Regions from separate parts of the Mus musculus genome. Here regions 1, 2, 3, 4 and 5 are each linked to region 6. The links are chromatin contacts, called in public ChIA-PET, Hi-C and HiChIP or PLAC-seq maps. All regions are on one chromosome and are shown on one strand. Each heading gives the region's core, a stretch centred on a gene start, on an enhancer-like site or on the middle of the called end of the contact. The rest is flanking DNA. Distances are from core to core; before and after follow the strand shown. Region 1 has its middle 40 kb from the start of Gm34647. Region 2 has its middle 8.5 kb from the start of Gm45301. Region 3 holds the start of Ppp1r3b (protein phosphatase 1, regulatory subunit 3B). Region 4 overlaps Gm34705 (a long non-coding RNA gene). Region 5 has its middle 5.4 kb from the start of Gm34853. Region 6 holds the start of Tnks (tankyrase, TRF1-interacting ankyrin-related ADP-ribose polymerase).

The links. A called contact is a pair of places that touch in the nucleus more often than the background predicts. ChIA-PET counts read pairs in DNA pulled down with a chosen protein or histone mark. HiChIP or PLAC-seq counts read pairs in DNA pulled down with a chosen protein or histone mark.
Region 1: a Hi-C map of liver shows a contact between it and region 6, with 2.7 times the contacts expected there. The contact joins the enhancer-like site here to the promoter of Tnks in region 6. A contact is called at or near these places in 1 of 39 promoter capture datasets (neutrophils), 1 of 484 Hi-C or Micro-C datasets (liver) and 2 of 115 datasets of contacts at active chromatin or transcription factors (bone marrow-derived macrophages and forebrain).
Region 2: a contact with region 6 is called in an H3K4me3 HiChIP or PLAC-seq map of bone marrow-derived macrophages, with 4 times the contacts expected there. The contact joins the enhancer-like site here to the promoter of Tnks in region 6. A contact is called at or near these places in 5 of 39 promoter capture datasets (the 3T3-L1 cell line, embryonic stem cells, hippocampal neurons and 1 more) and 4 of 115 datasets of contacts at active chromatin or transcription factors (bone marrow-derived macrophages, craniofacial prominence, embryonic hindbrain and 1 more).
Region 3: an H3K4me3 HiChIP or PLAC-seq map of stem cell-derived neural progenitor cells shows a contact between it and region 6, with 45 read pairs. The contact joins the promoter of Ppp1r3b here to the promoter of Tnks in region 6. A contact is called at or near these places in 7 of 39 promoter capture datasets (the 3T3-L1 cell line, cranial neural crest, embryonic stem cells and 3 more), 4 of 484 Hi-C or Micro-C datasets (cardiomyocytes, embryonic stem cells and myocytes) and 11 of 115 datasets of contacts at active chromatin or transcription factors (acute myeloid leukemia, bone marrow-derived macrophages, craniofacial prominence and 7 more).
Region 4: an H3K4me3 HiChIP or PLAC-seq map of embryonic limb bud shows a contact between it and region 6, with 4 times the contacts expected there. The contact joins the enhancer-like site here to the promoter of Tnks in region 6. A contact is called at or near these places in 2 of 39 promoter capture datasets (the 3T3-L1 cell line and hippocampal neurons), 3 of 115 datasets of contacts at active chromatin or transcription factors (bone marrow-derived macrophages, embryonic fibroblasts and embryonic limb bud) and 1 of 9 other capture datasets (adipose tissue).
Region 5: a contact with region 6 is called in an RNA polymerase II ChIA-PET map of effector CD8 T cells, with 29 read pairs. The contact joins the enhancer-like site here to the promoter of Tnks in region 6. A contact is called at or near these places in 7 of 39 promoter capture datasets (the 3T3-L1 cell line, the C10 cell line, the HPC-7 cell line and 4 more), 2 of 484 Hi-C or Micro-C datasets (CD8 T cells and the MNK3 cell line), 12 of 115 datasets of contacts at active chromatin or transcription factors (the 230-238 cell line, bone marrow-derived macrophages, effector CD8 T cells and 9 more) and 1 of 9 other capture datasets (liver).

The regions. Positions count from the first base shown.
Region 1 is chr8:35,299,894-35,302,973 of GRCm38.p6, forward strand. No RefSeq gene overlaps it. Among named protein-coding and RNA genes, the nearest start is that of Gm34647, 40 kb to the left of the region's middle. Within about 2 kb of position 1,303, at least 30 of the 459 cell types and tissues checked have an H3K27ac peak or open chromatin away from gene starts, as enhancers often do. A contact at or near this core is called in liver, where this site is marked.
Region 2 is chr8:35,399,599-35,402,395 of GRCm38.p6, forward strand. No RefSeq gene overlaps it. Among named protein-coding and RNA genes, the nearest start is that of Gm45301, 8.5 kb to the right of the region's middle. Within about 2 kb of position 1,398, at least 41 of the 459 cell types and tissues checked have an H3K27ac peak or open chromatin away from gene starts, as enhancers often do. A contact at or near this core is called in bone marrow-derived macrophages and microglia, where this site is marked.
Region 3 is chr8:35,374,994-35,378,106 of GRCm38.p6, forward strand. Ppp1r3b (protein phosphatase 1, regulatory subunit 3B) reads left to right here and starts at 1,669. Exons shown (of 2, transcript NM_001364452.1): 1 at 1,669-1,760.
Region 4 is chr8:35,347,299-35,350,136 of GRCm38.p6, forward strand. It overlaps Gm34705 (a long non-coding RNA gene), which reads right to left. Exons shown (of 5, transcript XR_378885.3): 5 at 1,291-1,739. Among named protein-coding and RNA genes, the nearest start is that of Gm34705, 19 kb to the right of the region's middle. Within about 2 kb of position 1,538, at least 38 of the 459 cell types and tissues checked have an H3K27ac peak or open chromatin away from gene starts, as enhancers often do. A contact at or near this core is called in embryonic limb bud and hippocampal neurons, where this site is marked.
Region 5 is chr8:35,429,637-35,432,631 of GRCm38.p6, forward strand. No RefSeq gene overlaps it. Among named protein-coding and RNA genes, the nearest start is that of Gm34853, 5.4 kb to the right of the region's middle. Within about 2 kb of position 1,260, at least 92 of the 459 cell types and tissues checked have an H3K27ac peak or open chromatin away from gene starts, as enhancers often do. A contact at or near this core is called in the 230-238 cell line, CD8 T cells, the HPC-7 cell line and 6 more, where this site is marked.
Region 6 is chr8:34,964,327-34,967,471 of GRCm38.p6, forward strand. It overlaps Tnks (tankyrase, TRF1-interacting ankyrin-related ADP-ribose polymerase), which reads right to left and starts at 1,364. Exons shown (of 27, transcript NM_175091.3): 1 at 688-1,364. The coding sequence starts at 1,339.

The DNA of each region.
Region 1 (3,080 bases), core at 53-2,552, 340 kb after region 6:
GTGTTCAATAGTCTCCACTCTCCAAGATTCCCAGTGAACCTGATATTTAACTAGACACTACTGTTGAACCCCTGGAAACAGGACATTAGATATATATTTGGCACTCAAGCGCACAATAAGGCTAACATTAGCCCTCTGAATAGATGGTTTTCAGATGTTTCTCTGTGTGTCTTGATAATTATTATGACACCAGACACACAATCACAGGTACATATGTAATTATTTGTATGACATATATATTTTATGGGTAGTGTCACCACACACTATTGTCAATTTTCTACCTGTGTGTTTTAATAATTACTGTGATTCAATGCCCATGTATAATTTTATACACATAGAATTACATAGAATTAATATATAATATAAATAATACTCTTCAACATGAGCCATATATTTTTTTAATTACCCAGTCCCTGGTGGATTGGATTACAGACCATAACTATTTTTCTTCTCTTAGCTATGTGCATAGGGGTCTCTCCTCCTTGGATCTTGAGCCCCGGATAATCAAGGGTACCCCAGCTGAACACCCTTGGCTCTAATAGAGCACAGAACAGCTGCACCTGGAGCAGGTTACCAGACAGGCTTGTTAACAAGTCCTTCCCTCACTAGCTCCTGCCAAAAGTTGTTGTCAGGATATCTTGTTACGAACAAGATAAATTAGAGGTGGGAGCCTGGCCAAGGGTGAGACTCCTCTGGAGTTATCCCAAAGGGACCCCATCCAATTGTTTAGGCTGATTGCCTGGCTGAGCCAATCAGAATTTTCAAGAGACCAGGTAAGCACTTTTGCTGAACCCATCTACGTCCTGGTTGCCAGACACCAAGGTTGAAGTGAAACTTGAGTGTACAGTTGCCAAATCTCTTTCTCTGTCGCTCATTTTCCTTTCTTAACAATGCAGACAGTCACTGCAAAGCCACATAGACAAGGACAGAATTCCAATGCCTGCCCTTGCTGCAGCTGTATGGGATCACCTCTTGCCACCCTCTTCCTGGAACTGGGACTCGGGGTCTTTTGGGTATTCCACATCCTGGAGGAGAGCCTGGCCTGTCATCTCACCTTCATCCTTCCCTCCATCCCTCTTCTGCAACTGAGTTTCAAAAGTCACTTCCAGCCAAAGTTTTCCTGTGCATGTGACACTGCCAGGCTAAGATTGATTTACCAAATAAAAGGACATTAGAAATCCACAGAGTCAGATCAATCTTTAATGAAAAACCAACAAACATTAAAAAGCCACCATTAAGTAGCTCAGGGTTGAAGGCAGCTCAAGCTAATTGGCACCCATAGGCTTTCACTGGCTGCCAAGTTCCAGGGAACTGGCTGTCACCCCAGCTCCACCAAAGGAGGCCAACAGGGCCCAGTTGCTAATTAGGGGGATGTGGGCTGCAAAGCGCCCCTTTCCAAATGCACTTTCTTCTTTGCATAGACAGTGCCCTGAAACTTGTAACTTGCCGTGATCAGTAGCGAAGACGTTACTAAGTGGCGTCTGTTCTCGCTCCATAGAGCATTATCAACCAGCTCCCCAGGGACCGAGGGGCAGGAGAAAGGAAGCCATACTTGGAGGGCGAAGTGTATTCACAGTGCTAGAGCAATGTACGGTGGTGTATGAAATTGGATCTTTGGAGAGATAAAACAGAATGACTCCCTTTGCAAACATTTAATTGTCAGCGTTTTCTCTAATTAACTGGTTTCCAACTATTTTTTCCCCAACCCTAGGCACTCATTAGAAGTCCCTGGTCTGGGGGCTGGATGTCTAACACAAGCTGCTATCCAGCGATTCTGGAGATGGAGTCTAAGTATCAGCAGTCATTGCGGAGCATCTCCCAACATAATTGTCCTTAGTGGGGCAGGGTCAAAAACTTCTGTTCCAAGAATAGACAATTGTTTCATGACATTATTTTTCTTTTGTATGAAACAGGGTCTTGCTATATAGTCCAGGATGGTTATTAAGTTTCATCCTCCAAAGGGCTAGTACTGTAAACCTGTGACTTCACTTGGCTCAATATAGTTGGTCCTCCTCCTCTTCATCCTCCTCTTCATCCTCCCCCTCCTCCCCTTCCTTCTTCATGCATATGTGTGTTATATATACAGATGTGTGCACATGTGTGTGCATGTGTATTCTTGTGTGTAGGAGTCATTGTCAGGTGTCCATTGCTTCCCACCCAACTTTTTTGAGATACAGTCTTTCACTGAACCTAGGACTTCACCGGCTTGGCTTGATCCTCTGCCTCTGCGTCCCCAGTGCTGAGATGACAGACACAAGCTGCCACACTCAACGTTTTATGTGGGTGCTGGGGATCTGAGTTCAGTTAGTTCCTCAGACTTACATAACAAACACTTTACTGATGAGTCATCTCCCCAGTCCAGGGTACCTTTTTTACATAACAGTTTTACAAACACATAACAAAAAGGTAAATGTGTCATCTAGGACTCTAAAAAGGCCTTAAACATGCCATTTCTACTTTGTCCTCATGGCTTTGAATATATCCATTCATGGAGTAGTTCTTGTCTACAGAATAGTTTCTTTTTTTCTCAGAGACATGCATCAGTTTACAAGAACTGCCATGACAAAATGCCACAGGCTGGACAGATTAAACCACAGAAACAGGTTTTTCAGTTCTGAGGCCCTGACAGCTGAGTAAGATCATATATATATATATATATTTTAAGGTTGTTTCTCTGAGAGAACCGGTCTCCTTGGCTTACAGGTGGCCATCTTTTCCCTGTGTTCTCACACGGTCTTCCCTCTGGGTGAATTTGTGTCCTGGCCACCTCTCTTCATAAGGTCATATTTGGATTGGGGCCCATGAATATGAGCTCATTTTGCATCAGTTTACCTGTTCAAAGGAACCTTGTCTCCTCCAACTAATTGCATTCTGGGATACTGGGGGTTAGGATGTCAACCTATGAGCTGGGAAGAGGGACAAAATTCAGCCCATAAGGAGCACTTTTGAAGTCAGAGTAGATGTTTTTAAAATGTTCATGGAGGAGTGGGGTTTACAACAACTCTACTTTAAGACAAGTTTATTTAATAAAGGGGGGGGGAGACACTGAGAACGAACAGAAGTTGCCCAGGCGTGTGTAC
Region 2 (2,797 bases), core at 148-2,647, 440 kb after region 6:
GAATTATTTTTACATAGATTTGTATACATTTAGACACTCAATAAAATTTTAATTTTTTTTTTCAATTTTCATTTTCCATAGACAATGTCTAAATTAAACAGGACATCAAAGTAATCAATCATAAATAATCATGCTTACATAAATGAATATATTTGTCTACTGTGCATGGTTTGTTTACATACTTCAGTAGCTTTGATATATTTTAAATATGTCAAAACTTGCCTAAACAAAACTTTACTAGGTATGATAATATAGTCTGATATTTTCTATTCCATTACATCCATAAAATACTGGTTGTCACATCAAAGCCATTTGAAGACCCATTAAACTATTCCAACAGCAACTGGAAAAAAAAACATTGATTTTCATATTCCCTATTGTCTTTTTTACCTTTGACAGTATATAATTTTGCAGGTCCAACATTCTCACTTCTTAGATATAGCTCAAGGCCCATCAGACATGCATGCCAGTAATTTCGAAATAAATTTCCAAAGTATATTTCAGACAGTTTACATTTACAACAAATGTAGCCAATGTTTACAGTGAGAGGGGAAAAGAAGAACACGAGAAGTTCTTTTGCTCATATTTCAGGAATGGAAATTTATTTCTCAAAAAGAAAACAAAAAGCAACTGTGCAAAAGAAATCTGGCTAATGATCCTTTAGTATAAATGTTGTGACACTGCACTTTATTAAAAACAAAACAAAACAACAACAACAACATCGAGTTCAAACCATGAAGTGATGGGGCCTGCCAGATACTGCCATCTTCCATCACTGTGGGAAGGATGCCTTGGGTGGTTACAGAGTTCTCTAGAGCTGTAAAAGTGAAGTAGAAGGTAGTAGTAGATGCAGGGTGTCTATGTTTTGGCTGTCCCCCGAGCTAGCGATGCAGCAGCTCTTGGTGCCTTCTGCTTTTCTTTCTGTAACTTCAGGAAACAACCAGGCAGTGAACCCAAAGGCGGAACTTCAGTCTTCAGATGACGGCCTTTCCTGTATTAGCAAAGGCCACGTTTCCGGGTTTTCCTTGTCTGTCTTTGTGCTATTAGACAGGATGTGGCTTTATCGTAAGACCTGGGTAAATATCTGCAGAGGCATGGATGCTGAGAGATCGTAAGGCCTGAGTAAGCACCTGCAGAGGGATGGATGCTGAGAGATCACGCTGTCCAACCTTCCATTTTACAGTTGCAAGGCTGCGTTCCAGGGAGTTTAGGAACGCCACTGAAAACCCAAAACTAATGAAATGGCAGAAGCCAGCCTAGAACTCATGTCCGGACTGTATCCTGACCCGGGATGTCTGGCTTCTCAGGGCTGAGATTAAAGTAATGCATTTCAGCAATGAGTCCTTTTCTACGCCTACATCAGTATCAGCCTACATCAGCATCTGCCTACATCAGCATCAGTCAACCCACGAGGCAGATAAGGTGGCAAAGACAGATGAAAGAAGAGAAGGTGATATACAGAGGGCCGTGGTTCCTCCTCTCTCTTGTTTGTAGCTATCAATTGAGTCTTATCTATATTAAGAAAAAAAATGACCGGAGAAAAATAGACACAAACCATCACTCGCCATTATAGTTCATAGTCTAGCTGGCAAAACCTGGAGTTATCCACTGTTGGGGTACAAGTAGCTCCTAATTGTAACTGGCTGTGTGCGACTACGGAAGTCTACCAATTCTCACATTCGCCCTCAAGGAAATTGCCTTCATCCAGAAGGGTTTGATAGGAAATGGGAGCTCATCCAAGTGACAGTGAAGCCTAAAAGTAGGGATATATTTATTGTCTAGTGATATTGTTAAAAGAGGCCAAAACAGTGTGCTGCCTGCCAGCACTTGGATCTGAGCTGTGGGTGCCTAGAAGATGCCAACGTAGCCACAATCACTATTCTCCAAGATGGTTATTTTGCTCTAATCTGCTGGTGGCCGCAGAAGACGGTTCTCATAACCATGATGGACGGGCTGATGTTAGTGTATCACAAGCTGAACCCCTCTGTGTGAGCACCCTTTATATTTAGTGTGTGTGATGGTGGTGGTGGGTCTTCATTGGCATGTGAGTGAGATGAATGACTGTCATGCAAGACTGCCCTGTAAGGATGAGAACAGCCTCTTCGTACAGCTGAGAAATCAATTGTTTCTTGTTCTCATTTTCGTTAGGCACCGTGCGTGTCTAGACCAGTTGACAAGCATTCTGCTGACTTAGCAGTGTTAAAACCAGTGCTGACAGCCCCATTCCTATTAGAGATGGGGCCAAAATACACTGTAGAATATATAAATACCACCTCCTCCCACCCTCCTGGCCATGATCACAGCTCTAAAGCAGACTTAGAGGACTTAAGACCTATTTTATATCAACCTTAGTGTCATCCTGGTAGCCGGGCCGGCTGCCTTCCAGGTTCCATGCTAAAGTGGAGCCTTATAAGCAGTCTTGATTTAGCCACTCCCTGTTTTTCCTTCTAACTGAGAAAGAACATTTTTGGCTTCCTCCCTTTCTATCCTAATTCACCCCCACAGGCACTGGGCTGGCAAAGCACCTATGTGAGAGTGTCTAGGGTGAAGAAGGAGCAAAACCAGGTGCAGCAGTGGGTCCTGTATGGGCATCATGGGCTCAGGGCAAGAGGCAGCACTATGCAGTTGAGAGAATGGGTATGCAGTTGAGAGAATGTGTATGCACAGGGCAGGGAGCAAATAAAGGCAGGAAGGATGACAGGATTCAGATAACCAGAGACAGAAGCGTGGATAGAGAGGCATGTGCACATACTTGTATGTGTGTGTGTGTGTGTGTGTGTGTATATATATATATGTG
Region 3 (3,113 bases), core at 419-2,918, 410 kb after region 6:
ATAGGTTTCCCAAGAGGAATCCTTGTTTCCTAAAGTGTTCAGACCCTGTATAGAACTCCAGGCTACTGTATGGACCGAAGTCAGGCTGTTTCCTAAACACACCCACCTTACTAATCCTCTCTCACCTGTGCAGTACTGTGAGCATGAGAGTCATGCTCTTCTGCCAGATAACATCGCTAAGGGAAAGATTTTGCTAGAGTAACAGCCACAAAAGCAAGATCCAGTGAATGCTTGGGACACTACTGCTGCAGATAAAATCAAAATGGGGAGAGAACACTTGCTTCTGGGCATTCTGAGAAGGTCATGGCCATCTGTGAACCCTGGGGCTTTTTGTCCTAAGAGGGCGGGAGAAGGAGGGGCCAAAGGAAAGACAACACTGCCTTCCACACTTGGGAGTCTACCATCTAGCTAGAACTTTGTTAGCAGTGGGGAACTTTGCACACAGCCTGTGCTCCTCAGTCCGTCTCTCTACAGCCGGACCTTCTACCGTAGGAAATCGCCTCCACCCCTTGGCATGGGTACCCCGGTTCCTGATGAAATTGTGACCCGCTGTCCCCTTCCCAGATCCTGGACTCCAGCCCTGTCACTCGCCACACACTGCAGATCACGTGGTAGAGTGCTGTTCGCCCCAAGTGTAGCTATTGGTCTGCGGCTCATGTCCCGGAAGCTCATTGGCTGAGTCCTGCGTTCACGTGGGGGTGGGGGTAAGGTGGTCTTGGATAGCACCCTTAGTGGGGAGAGGTGGCTGGAAAGTTAAAGTGAGCCACAGATTGCTGGAGCTGGAATCCAGAGTGCTGCAATCCAGTGAGCAGGTGAGAGGGCTGCTGTTGCGTGGACCAAGCCGAGTGCCTGCCCCACTTTTGCCGTCGTGGTTGCTGTCACTGTCACCCAGCTCAGATGGTGGGGCGGGCTGAAGGGTCTCCCCTCCGTACTCAAGAGTGGTACCGGGTACGTACCTCCTCAAGCCTCTAGTTCAAGGTCCAGAGCCAGGAAATCTGCGGTGAGGGGCACGCGGGGGAGTTCTCCGACACTTACCATTTGTCCCACTAACACTGACTCCCAGGTAGTAGAATCCCCTAGCTGGGCTCGGGTGGCTTGTCGCTTCAGCGTGCAGAAACATCTCAGGCACCGGAGCTGGGATGGAGCCTAGAGGGGACCCCCGAGATCCCTAAGCGAGTTAGCCTGCGAAACGTGTCCTGAACAGAAAGGATGTCTCGAGTCCTAACGTGGCACATCCCCAACCTGAGATGTGACACTTTGGAAGATAATTCTAGTTTTTTGTGGCAGAATCTGGAGTCCAAATACAAGCTCCCGGGGCTTCAGTTTCCCGTTACGAAATAGACGCGAGAAACCCGTGTCCCAGCCCTGACTCCATCAAGTAGTGCGGACCAGTCCCTACTACTCCCCACTTAGGTTCAGATCTCCTTTTGCTGCACACAGGCAAGAGGCACACGCTGTGTCGTCTCGGGTCTCGGAAGGCAATGGGCTCGAGGCGAGCTCCACCCGGGAACGGGGCAGCCCGCGTGGGGGTGCTCGCGAGGCGCTGCCCCCATCTGGGCTGTCCCGCCGCCAGGTCCCGCCCTGATGTGATAACTTGGGCTCCTCCTCCTTGTTCGTCTCCGGGAACTAAGCCCAGGCCCTACCCCCGGGACACCCCGACGCTCACGTAGTTCAGTGGCAGCAATCAACCCTGACACTTCTCTCAGGCTCTCCCATGAGGCCAGCGAGCAGCGGCCCCGGCTGCGGCGCCGCCGGGAGAGGTAGGTGCAGACCCAGTCTAAGCTGGGGCGAGGGCGGGTGCAGGCACACCCTGTGTCTGGTGGGATGGGGACTCGCTGACCTTCCCCCAGGGACTTGTTCACAGCTACCGTTTTGAACCCAGAGGAGAGGCTCTGAACCGGACGGCAGCTTCAGAACAGGGGATGGCAGGCCCACGGGGAAACAGAGAAAGTTGAAAAAGACTTGAGTGGGGGAACTTGCAGAGTTGCTGGAATGTGGCCCTGTCTCAGCTTGCGGGTCCAGGAGAAAGAAAGGCTTCTTCAGCCTAGGCAGGGAAGGAACTGGTCCCTTTGGCAAGAACGTCCAGGAGCCAGGGAGAAAGTAGAGACAGCTGAAGTAAACTAGGGCCATTTAGGGGAAAGTTAGTAGAAAGAGAAGCATCGGGGCCCTATTAGCAACCTTGAAGGTCAAAGCTGCAAGTGACCTCAGAAGAAACCCTTAAACCCGGAGAGTTCTTCGTTTGTTAAAGCTCAGCTGGGCAGAGGCCTTCTTAGGCCTGAGCTTCTTGCTGTCTTTGGCCCTTATTAGCTGGTGTGGGCTGCCTCATTCAAAGCTACCTGACTGCTCATTATGCGGCCCTATTCAAAAACATTTCTCTTCAAGGATTGAGGGGTGTATACATTAAAACTGTAATAATTAGGGTCTGTATACAAAAGGGGGCCAATGTCAACTTCATACATATAAAAGTATCAGCTAGACATTTGGGGAGAGAACCGAGATTTGCTGAAAGGGGGGGGGAGGAGTGGATGGTGGTGTCTTGAATTGGTTGAGGATATTTATCTAATGTAGTGTTGCGGTGGGTTATTGTTAACTTGGTTTTGACATCAGCGAGGAAGAGTTGCAGAAAGAAGGTCTCAGTCAGAAACTCAGTCGCTCAACTGCCTGAAGCTAGGCAGGTTGTGGGTTTTGGTTTTTTTTGTTTTGTTTTGTTTTGTTTTGTTTTTTGTTTTTTTTGGTTTTTGGTTTTTTTTTTTTTTTTTGGTTTTTTGTTTTTGTTTTTCTGTTCAGACTTGTCAAGCTTAAAAGAAATATTACTGGCCTTCTAAGGCTGGCAGCATCTTGAAAGACCACATTATTTCAGTAGGACACAGAAGGTATTTCTGCAAGCGTCCCAAACCTGGCCCAAGCTCTCTTCAGAGGCAGTTGACTTCTGAGGCACCCACGTGAAAGCAGGGTGTGTGATTGTTCTTGGGAAACAGCTCCTTAGGCTCCTGGGATCCTGTCCTGCAACTGTGTCCAGGTCCTGTGTCGCTTTACCGGCTCAAATGTGCATCGGTGGTCTCTGCTACTGCCTGTTTCCTCGGTAGAAGGAAAGCCTGGGGCAGTGTTGGAGA
Region 4 (2,838 bases), core at 288-2,787, 380 kb after region 6:
AACACAATACAATGGCTTAGGCACTACGGTTAAGAATTAATAAACGGGACCTCATGGAACTGAAAAGCTTCTCTAAGTCTAAGGACACTGTTGTTGGGACAAATCAACAGCCTAAAGATTGAGAAAGGATCTTCACTATGCCTACAGCCAATGGAGACCTAATATCCAGAATATATAAAGAACTCAAGAAGCTAGGCACCAACAATCCAAATAACCCAATCAAAATAATCCCCCAAGAATTTCTTATCTCTACAAAAAGAGTTTGGTGGTGATGTTGTGGTCTGGAATTTTCTGTATTCAAGCCATATCATACCAAGAAGTTGTTCTTTAAATTTTCCTTATTTCTTGATGGTTAATATCTGAACAAATCTACAAAGGTTCACCTGTCTTTGCACCATTCTGAATGATAGAATGACCTAGAGTTGGAGCTCCATGGGGCTCGAGGTGCAGCTCAGAGCAGGTGAGCATGACAAACATGCGTAAGGCCCAAGTCCCAGCACTGAACAAACAAATCGGTGCGTTTGTAAGTTACCAAACAAGAAGAATCGGCGCGTTTGTAAGTTACCAAACAAGAAGAATCGGCGCGTTTGTAAGTTACCAAACAAGAAGAATCGGCGCGTTTGTAAGTTACCAAACAAGAAGAATCGGCGCGTTTGTAAGTTACCAAACAAGAAGAATCGGTGCGTTTGTAAGTTACCAAACAAGAAGAATCGGTGCGTTTGTACCAAACAAGAAGCAGCAGCATCCCAGGTAGCACTGAAGAAACCTAGAGAGCAGAAAGAATGAATGCAAGGTAGCATGGCCTACATTGCCGGAAGCTACAAGGCTACCCCGACACTCCTTAGAAGTGGCTTCAGTGGTGATGTGTGATCTGAGATGTTCACATCATTGCTTGTAGCCTCATGGATGACACTGCTGTGCGTGTGTGTCTTGGTGGATATGATGGGTAGGCTGGTGAACATCTTACTATAACAAACACAAGCTCAAGAGGGTATCTCAACCCACAATTCCTCTGTCTGCATCACTCCACCACCCGCCTCTGCTTTTGCAGTGCTCTGAGGAAGCTCTAAGTCTTCTAGCCTTTAGCTATTTGTCCTAGGGTGAAGGCACCATTTGTATTTTCAAACTGACGTTATAACTGCACTTTTTATGTATCCCCAAGAAGAAAATTAGTACAAGTACTAACAGACTATACTCATACAAACGCAAGCAGCAGTTATATTAGGAGTATGTGTGTGTTCTTTTTAAACCTCCAAATAGTCTTCAACATAGAGACACTGTATGTGTGTGTTGGAGTTGATGTTTTTAATATGTTTATTTTCAGTGCTGAAATCAAAGCCAGGGTCTCACACATTGTAAGCACATGCTATGTCTGAGCTGTCCCCAACATATGTATTACATTATAATAAAAAAAGAGCTCTCATAAACTGGGGTGGCTGGTGTTTTATTGGCGGTTTCATCTCCAGCAGTCTACTGGAAAGCAGTCTGAACCGAATCATCCATGAATCAGCAGAAGTCTCCTGGACTCCCCGCCAGCGTGCAGAGCCCGGGGAAAGCTGGAAGCTCGGTTAGCAGCAGAGCTGTCCTTGCATCACGCTGCTGTGCCTCTGTGTCGTGCCTTGCATCACGATGCTGTGCCTCCATGTCGTGCCTCTTCCTCTGGATGTTGGCATGAGCTTAGTGCAGAGACTGAAATCGGGAGAGTTCACCATGATGCAATTTAAAATGGAAATTCGCTCCTGAAAAATGAATATTAATTTGCCTAAAATTAATTTTAAACTGAATTTAGTTTAGCTTTAGTATTCAAAAGGGAATTCACTTGTTTGCCCCTAAAACTCCCAGGGAACTGAATCATCAGTGTTTGGATGCAAAATGGATATTTTTTTTAAAAATTCAGAAATTTTTGTTATTATTAGGCAGCTATACAACAGGAAAAATGCATTTTTTATTTCAACCAGATGGGGCCATATCAACTTAGGCCAAATCAATAACATAAAAATTGTGATTTAATTGTGTCCTCCCTGGAGTTCCTTGCCTGGAATGGGTATCTAAGGCCTGGTAAACTTGGGGAGTTATGTTAAACAGTGTAGCTTGGAAGAGAGCAACCATCTGTTCTGGGGTGTGTGTGTGTGGTGAGGGGGGAGACATGCTGACAGGCTTATTAAATTTGCCTTGTCTTGCTCAGGAGGCCAGCTGAGGTTCCCACTCTGGAGAGGCAGAGCCACTACAGGGTTCAGTGATCAATTCTCTGCCTGCCCACCTTCTCTCTCCTACTTTTCCTTCCTCTGCATCCTGGTTTTCTCCACTTCCACCTAAAGTGGAGGCTGAAGACTGCAATAATGACAGATGCAAATTCTATGTAAAGAATGGGGCTTGGGAGCCAGGGGCCTAGCAGCCTTAAAGGCCTAGCCTTTAATCCCAACACTTGGGAGGCAGAGGCAGGCGGATTTCCAAGTTTGAGGCCAGCCTGGTCTACAGAGTGAGTTCCAGGACAGCCAAGGCTACACAGAGAAACCCTGTCTCGAAAAAAAAAAAACAAAAAAAAAAAACAAAAACCAAACCAAACAAACAAACAAACAAAAAAGAACGGGGCGTGGTCACCGGTCTCTAACTTGAGCAGTTGGGAGGCACAGGCAGGTAGATCTCAGTGAGTCAGAGGCCAGTCTGATCTACAGAGTGAAAACAAAACAATTTCACAATAAAACAAACAAAACCCAGAACCAGTTAACAACCACACAGTTTGCAACAGCTCTAGGGTAACTCTTTGGACATGGTGGAGTCTTGCTTGCTTCACAATTCACAAATTAGTGCAGACACAAGAGTATCTTGGGTTCACAC
Region 5 (2,995 bases), core at 10-2,509, 470 kb after region 6:
GGAAAACAAAGATAAATCTAAAGTTCTGGTGTGGAGAGAAGTAGAAGAAGGCTAGCAGGGGAAGGTGGGTGGGGTTAAGGGAGGGTAATGGCAGTGGGGGGCCAAAGTACATCATCTGTTGGTAGGAAAATGTCTTCATGAAACTCCATATTTTGTACAATAACTACAAGCTAACAAAGGGGTAGTAGTGGTGCTAGTGGTGTCACATGCCTTTAATCCCAGCACTTAGGAAGCATAGACAGGTGGACCTCTGAGTTTGAAGCCAGCCTGCTCTGCAGAATGAGTTCCAGGACAGCCAGGCCAACATAAAGAAGCCCTGTCCCAAAAAAATAAAGAAAGAGGGAAGGGGAGGGAGATGGGAGAAAGAGGAAGGAGAGGGGAGGAGAGGGAAGAGAAGGAAGAGAAGAGAAGAGAAAAGAAGAGAAGAGAGAAAAGAAGAGAAAAGAAAGGAGAAGAGAAAGGGAAGGGAAGGGAAGAGAAGGGAAGGGGAGGGGAGGGGAGGGGAGGGGAGAGGAGAGAAGAGAAGAGAAGAGAAGAGAAGGAGAAGAGAAAGAGAAGAGAAAGAGACGAGAAAGAGACGAGGAAGAGACAGGAAGAGACGAGGAAGAGACGAGGAAGAGAAAGAGAAGAGAAGAGAAGAGAAGAGAAGAGAAGAGAAGAGAAGAAAAGAAAAGAAAAGAAAAGAAAAGAAAAGAAAAGAAAAGAAAAGAAAAGAAAAGAAAAGAAAAGAAAAGAAAAGAAAAGAAAAGAAAAGGTTTCCCATTGGAGAAGTCCTGGATTCCAAGCTCAGAGGACACTGTGCACACAGAGCTGCGAATGCTGTTCTGTACTCCTTGGATCAGCTTCTTTCTTGTCTTGAAAGGACCGCAGGTCTCATCGTGCCCAGGTGTCTGGCGAGGAGAAAGATCAATGTGGAGTAAGAAGAGTATCATTCACATTACTCATTTCATAGTGAGGTCAAATAACTTCTCAAACAGCACACCGGAAGTGGATGAACTACAGGTCACGTCTAACTTTTGCCAGCGCTCTCCTACTCTGCACTCTTGACCTCCAAGGTCAAGACAGAGAAATGCGGAGAGGTCCATCGGCTACCCACATGACCTACCCGAGTGAGCCAGGCCAGCTCTGGGCAGACACTCCCTGTCACGTCCCACAGCTAGATCAGTGTGGCCAAAGGGTGACACACGTCACAGCGTCTGACACCCTCATCCCTTTGCCTCGGTTTACAAACCTGAGCTCTGGGGCGCACAGGCAAACCTCATTGAAGCTCCGTGCAGTTAACACAGACTTCCGCTTGCGACAGGTTTCCTTCCCACACTGGCTGTGGTTTTTCTCTTCCGGTCCCTGACCCCTTTCTTCTTTTGTTTTACGCTAAAAGCTTTAGCCGGAAAACGTAGAGCCAAAGGAATGGAATAAACGTTAGCTTCAGCCTACAAAAAAGGAGTCCTTAATAGTGGATGTGAGAAAGTACTTCACTGAATAACCAGTTCGTCCTGAATTATTTAGATAATCTTTTATTTCATTTTATTTCTGGAAGCTCAGACACAGAACAAAAGCATGCCCTGGGCTAAATGCAGAGACAAAAGTGCAGAGTGTTTTGTTTTGTTTTGTTTTGTTTTGTTTTGTTTTGTTTTGTTTTGTTTTGTTTTGTTTTGTTTCTGAGTCCTGCTCCACCTGCTGAACTTCATGCCCTCCTAGCTTTGAGACCAGAAGAATTCAGACCTGTGGGAGAATGCATTCTACGAAGGGAATCAGAGTCAACCTCTATGCCTGGGAAGTACTGACCAATTGGTCCCAAAATTGGCCTAGGCTTTCTCAGTGAACGCAGGAAATCTTGTAGCCTAGGATAGCCCTCAGTCCAGGCAAACTGAGTTGTTGACCATCCTGGGACACACAGGGGTTCTGTGGGAAATGCAGGGGTTCTGGGGGATGGGCATACCAGCCTTTGGGTTCTTTTCCTTCAGCTGGTTTTTGTTTGTTTGTTTGTTTTTTGTTTTTGTTTTGTTTTGAGACTGTTTTGTTTTATAGCCCAAGCTAGCCTCAAACTCACCAACCTCCTGCCTCAGCTACCTGAGTGCTAGGTATCTACCACTGTCTCATCCTACCTTAGCAGAAGTAGAGTAATCCAGAACCCTGGTGGGCCTGATGCCCCATGCGGATACAAGGGGAAGATGCTGTGTGCAGAAGGTAGGGTGTCTAAATGTACCCATTAAAATGTTCTCCTACTGCTCTGATGTATATATGTGCATTAGCGTATATATAATCACACAAGTCCAACCTGACAACTGCAGAATTTTTTTAAAAATAAAAACGACAAGAAGGAAGTCCTTAGTACGCATAATCGTTTTGAGACTTCAAGGTTTTAATATAACCTTATGCCTAAGAGCTAACCATGCTAGTCTTTTCCAGGATAAAGATCGATAAAATGAGGCTGTGAAGCTATCTTTCACTTAACAATATAGGATCAAAGCTGTGTCAACAAGGATGCTTTTATGACGTCATTTCAATGAGCACCACAGAATATTCCACATCGCACCAATAGCACAGTTTACACAACTTTGATTTAGTAGCATGTTTCTGCTGCTTTTAATAATCCTTCCAGTGTTATCACTGTCTAAGTGCTGAAGACCCGGTGATATATTTAGCACGAGGGTAGAGCTTTGTGCCTCGCTTGGCGCTTGGATCCAAGCTCAGTGAAGAGACAGGGAAAGCTTCAAGGATGTGTGGCTAAGTCAGCTCCCAGAAGGATCTCACAGAGCTGTGAGCAAAGCCACGTCTTACTCCTTCCACTGTCACCAGGCCCCAGACCTAGCCAAAGTCTTATGACTGGGGTGTGGCTTCCAACACTAAAGTCCCAAGTGCAAACTGTGGGCGTGAAGGAAGCCGGGCAAGGAGGACCCAGGGCTTCTTGTTTTGGCAAGGCAGATAACTAGTGAACTGTACAAATGGGAACACTGTTCAAAGACATTTCTAGCCTTGTCACCTTAGAACTCTG
Region 6 (3,145 bases), core at 114-2,613:
CTCATCTTTGTCTCTAAGAAAATGAGCTGAGAGACAAGGTAAATACACAATGGACCTCAAAGCTGCGCCCTCGCTCTCGCTCTCTCTCTCGCTCTCTGTCTCTCTCTGCCCCTTATCATAAGGCACACAATACCCTTATCACTACTGTCTCCGACTGGCCCGCTGTAGTCTCTCCAAACAGACAGTCGACTTCATAGAAAACGTGACGTTTCACAAACCCCATTGTCTTGCGTTGTGTATCTTAAGAATATGAGAGATTCTTAAAACACTTGTTGAGTTACCGTACACTTCTTTTGGCCCGGGACTGTCTGTCCTCCGGGGACAAAACCGTGCCGAAAACAAAAACAAAAACAAAACTGTCTCACGAACGACAAAGCTGTCCCTAAAGCGACTCAAATGCAACTTGTCCCAGGCAGGCACACTCTGAACTGAAAAAGTTTTAAGCATGCCCACATCCAGGGTTGACCGCTACACAGAGTTTGCATAAGTTGAAGTACCACGGTTGCAAACACTGAGGGGTGAATTCACACCTCGTCCCCGCTTCCAAGTCCCCACCACCCATGCACTAAAAACTTCAGCTCTCGGGGTGAAGTCCTGCTAACAACCTGTAACTTCTTTGTCCTGGGTCCAATCACCCACCCTCCGCTCCGAACCCCGTAAACCACAATTCTCAAGTCCCAGACAGACCTGCTGCGAAGTGCAGGGGAGAAGACTTTCGGCCGGCCATGTCCTTGGCATTCACGTTCGCGGCGTCCACCAACCTCTTCACCCGGGACACGTCCCCATTCCGACAGGCCTCGAGCAGCTCCCGCAGGGCCCCACTCACGGCTGGGACCCCCGGGCCGAGGCCCGCCGCCCCGGCTCCCAAAGTTGCCGTGGAGCCAACTCCGGCCGCCTCGGGACTCTCCGCTAAGCTCGAGCCAGGGGAGGACGGGGAGGAAGACGAAGACGAAGTCGGGGAAGAAGCGGACGACGCGGAGTTGTTCCCGCCGCCGCCGCCGCCGCCGGCTGGGGTGGGAGCGACCCCGACGGCGGCGGAAGCTGCCGGGACCGCGGCCGGAGCAGCCACGGTGCAGACGGCGCCGTCCACCGGGTCGGGAGATCGCGGCCTGTCGGGCGGGTCCCGGCTGCCATCCCCCTCCGGCAGCGCCAGGCCGTGCCGCGGGGAGGCGAAGGGCGCCAGGCCGCCGGCCGTAGGCGAGGCAGGGGTGGGTCCCGGGGCCAAGCCCGGGCTGAGCGGCGGGGGAGGTGGCGGTGGCGGAGCCGAAGCCCCTGGGGCGGGCTGGAGCTGTTGCTGATGATGGTGGTGATGATGCTGAGAGCGACGCGACGCCGCCATCTTCCCACTCCCCCGTACTGTCACTGCGGCAACGGCGCCACCGCCCGCCCTCACTTCCGGATTCTGGACCAATCGGGATCCAACATACCCGGAAATGATTCCTGCCGAAGTGGGTGGAGTCCGAGAGAAGAAGGGAAGTATTGGAAGCTCAGAGAACAACCAGCCTGGGGGCGTGGCTTAGTAGTGGAGCGACGGGCTTTTGTGACGCCCTGGCGGGCTGGCTGGGCAGATTTGAAAGTTGTGGTGAGCCACTACCTGTCTGAGAAACTTCTGCCTTCCTTCACTTTCTGCGGGATTGCTTCGGTCGGCTTCAGTCTTCCCTCGGGTACCCGTCAGTCTGCGGTGTCTCCCTTCAGAAGAAGCTATTAAAGTGTAACTTATGCAAACATCTACCAAACGTCCTCGTCCGAAAATGGAATTAATAGTACCCACCTCACAAAGTTGTTTGCAGGAATGAAGTGAGCTAATGCATACAAACGCTCTGAAGAATAATTATAATTAGCACATTGGGAATATTTTTAAATGCAGTGTTAGATATCTCTCCACCTTACTGTCTCTTTGTACTGTCTCTTACGTCTCATTCTGACACGGGACAGGAGGGAAGGATAAGGGAACTTTATTCTCTAAGAGCATTTGTACTTAATACCGGAGAAAGGAATCCATGCACATACACACTGTCAATAGCTCAGTGTTGGGGTCTGAGAGTCGGATTATTGAATTTATACCCTAATACTGATTAGATCATGGACATAGCTCAGAATTATCTGAACTACATTATCTTTTTCTGTCAGCTTATAAAGGAAAACACACACACACAAACGACAATGAGATCTTTCTCAGGTGCAGGAAGTTCTGCCAGGTGATCAGGTCTGATTTAAGCCATTTTTGACATAACAGTTCATAATGACCTTTAATTTGATGGGCCCTATGTAAAGCTTTGTGGAATTCCTTAAGATTAACAAACCTCAGGACATACAGAACATAACAGGGGATGTGACCAGCATGACCCTTCTCTGAGTCAAACTATTTTTCTATGTCAAAGGCTGGTAGGCATATTACAGCAACAATATGAAATAGCTGGCAAGCATGGAACAAAATGGCCGCAACTATGCTAGTGGGTCAGGAGGACACACCGCTTGGTTTGTCTCTTCAGAGTTAAATCTGACTAAGGATGCTCTGAGAGGCATGCAAGACTCACTGGCATTGGGAGTATGCAAACCTAACTAGACAGAGAATAAGAAGGGACAGGAATGAGCAATGGGGGAGCGGGGTGGGGGAGGGGGAGCACCAGACGAGAATCTCGGAGACTGAGCAGACCACATGACATGAGAGACGTGGCCGTACTCTGGAATGACTGACTTCTTTCTTCTGCTTTGCTAGCGCAGAGACAACAGGTAAAGCAAGTCTCTAAAATGTTAATCCTGTCCTCTCAGATTACAGACACTTTGAAAAGAGCAGTTCAAAAATCTGTCCTGTCTCTGCTCCTTGGCGTTCGTGGCAATCGGCTGCACAAACTCTCATAGTCTGGTGAGAGTTTTCCCTGTAAGTTTTCTCACTCTGTGTATTAGTCTGGGTTCTCTAGAGTCACAGAACTTATGGAATGTCTCTATATAAGGGAATTTATTGTAATGACTTACAGTCTGTAGTCCAACTAACCCAACAATGGGCAGCTGTGAATGGGAAGTCCAAGCGTCTAGTAGTTGCTCAGTCCCACAAGGTTAGCTGTTTTAGCTGGTCTTCTGTTTACACTGGACTCCCCCGAAGAAGTAGGTTCCAATGGATATGCTGGCCAGTAAGTGCAAGCAT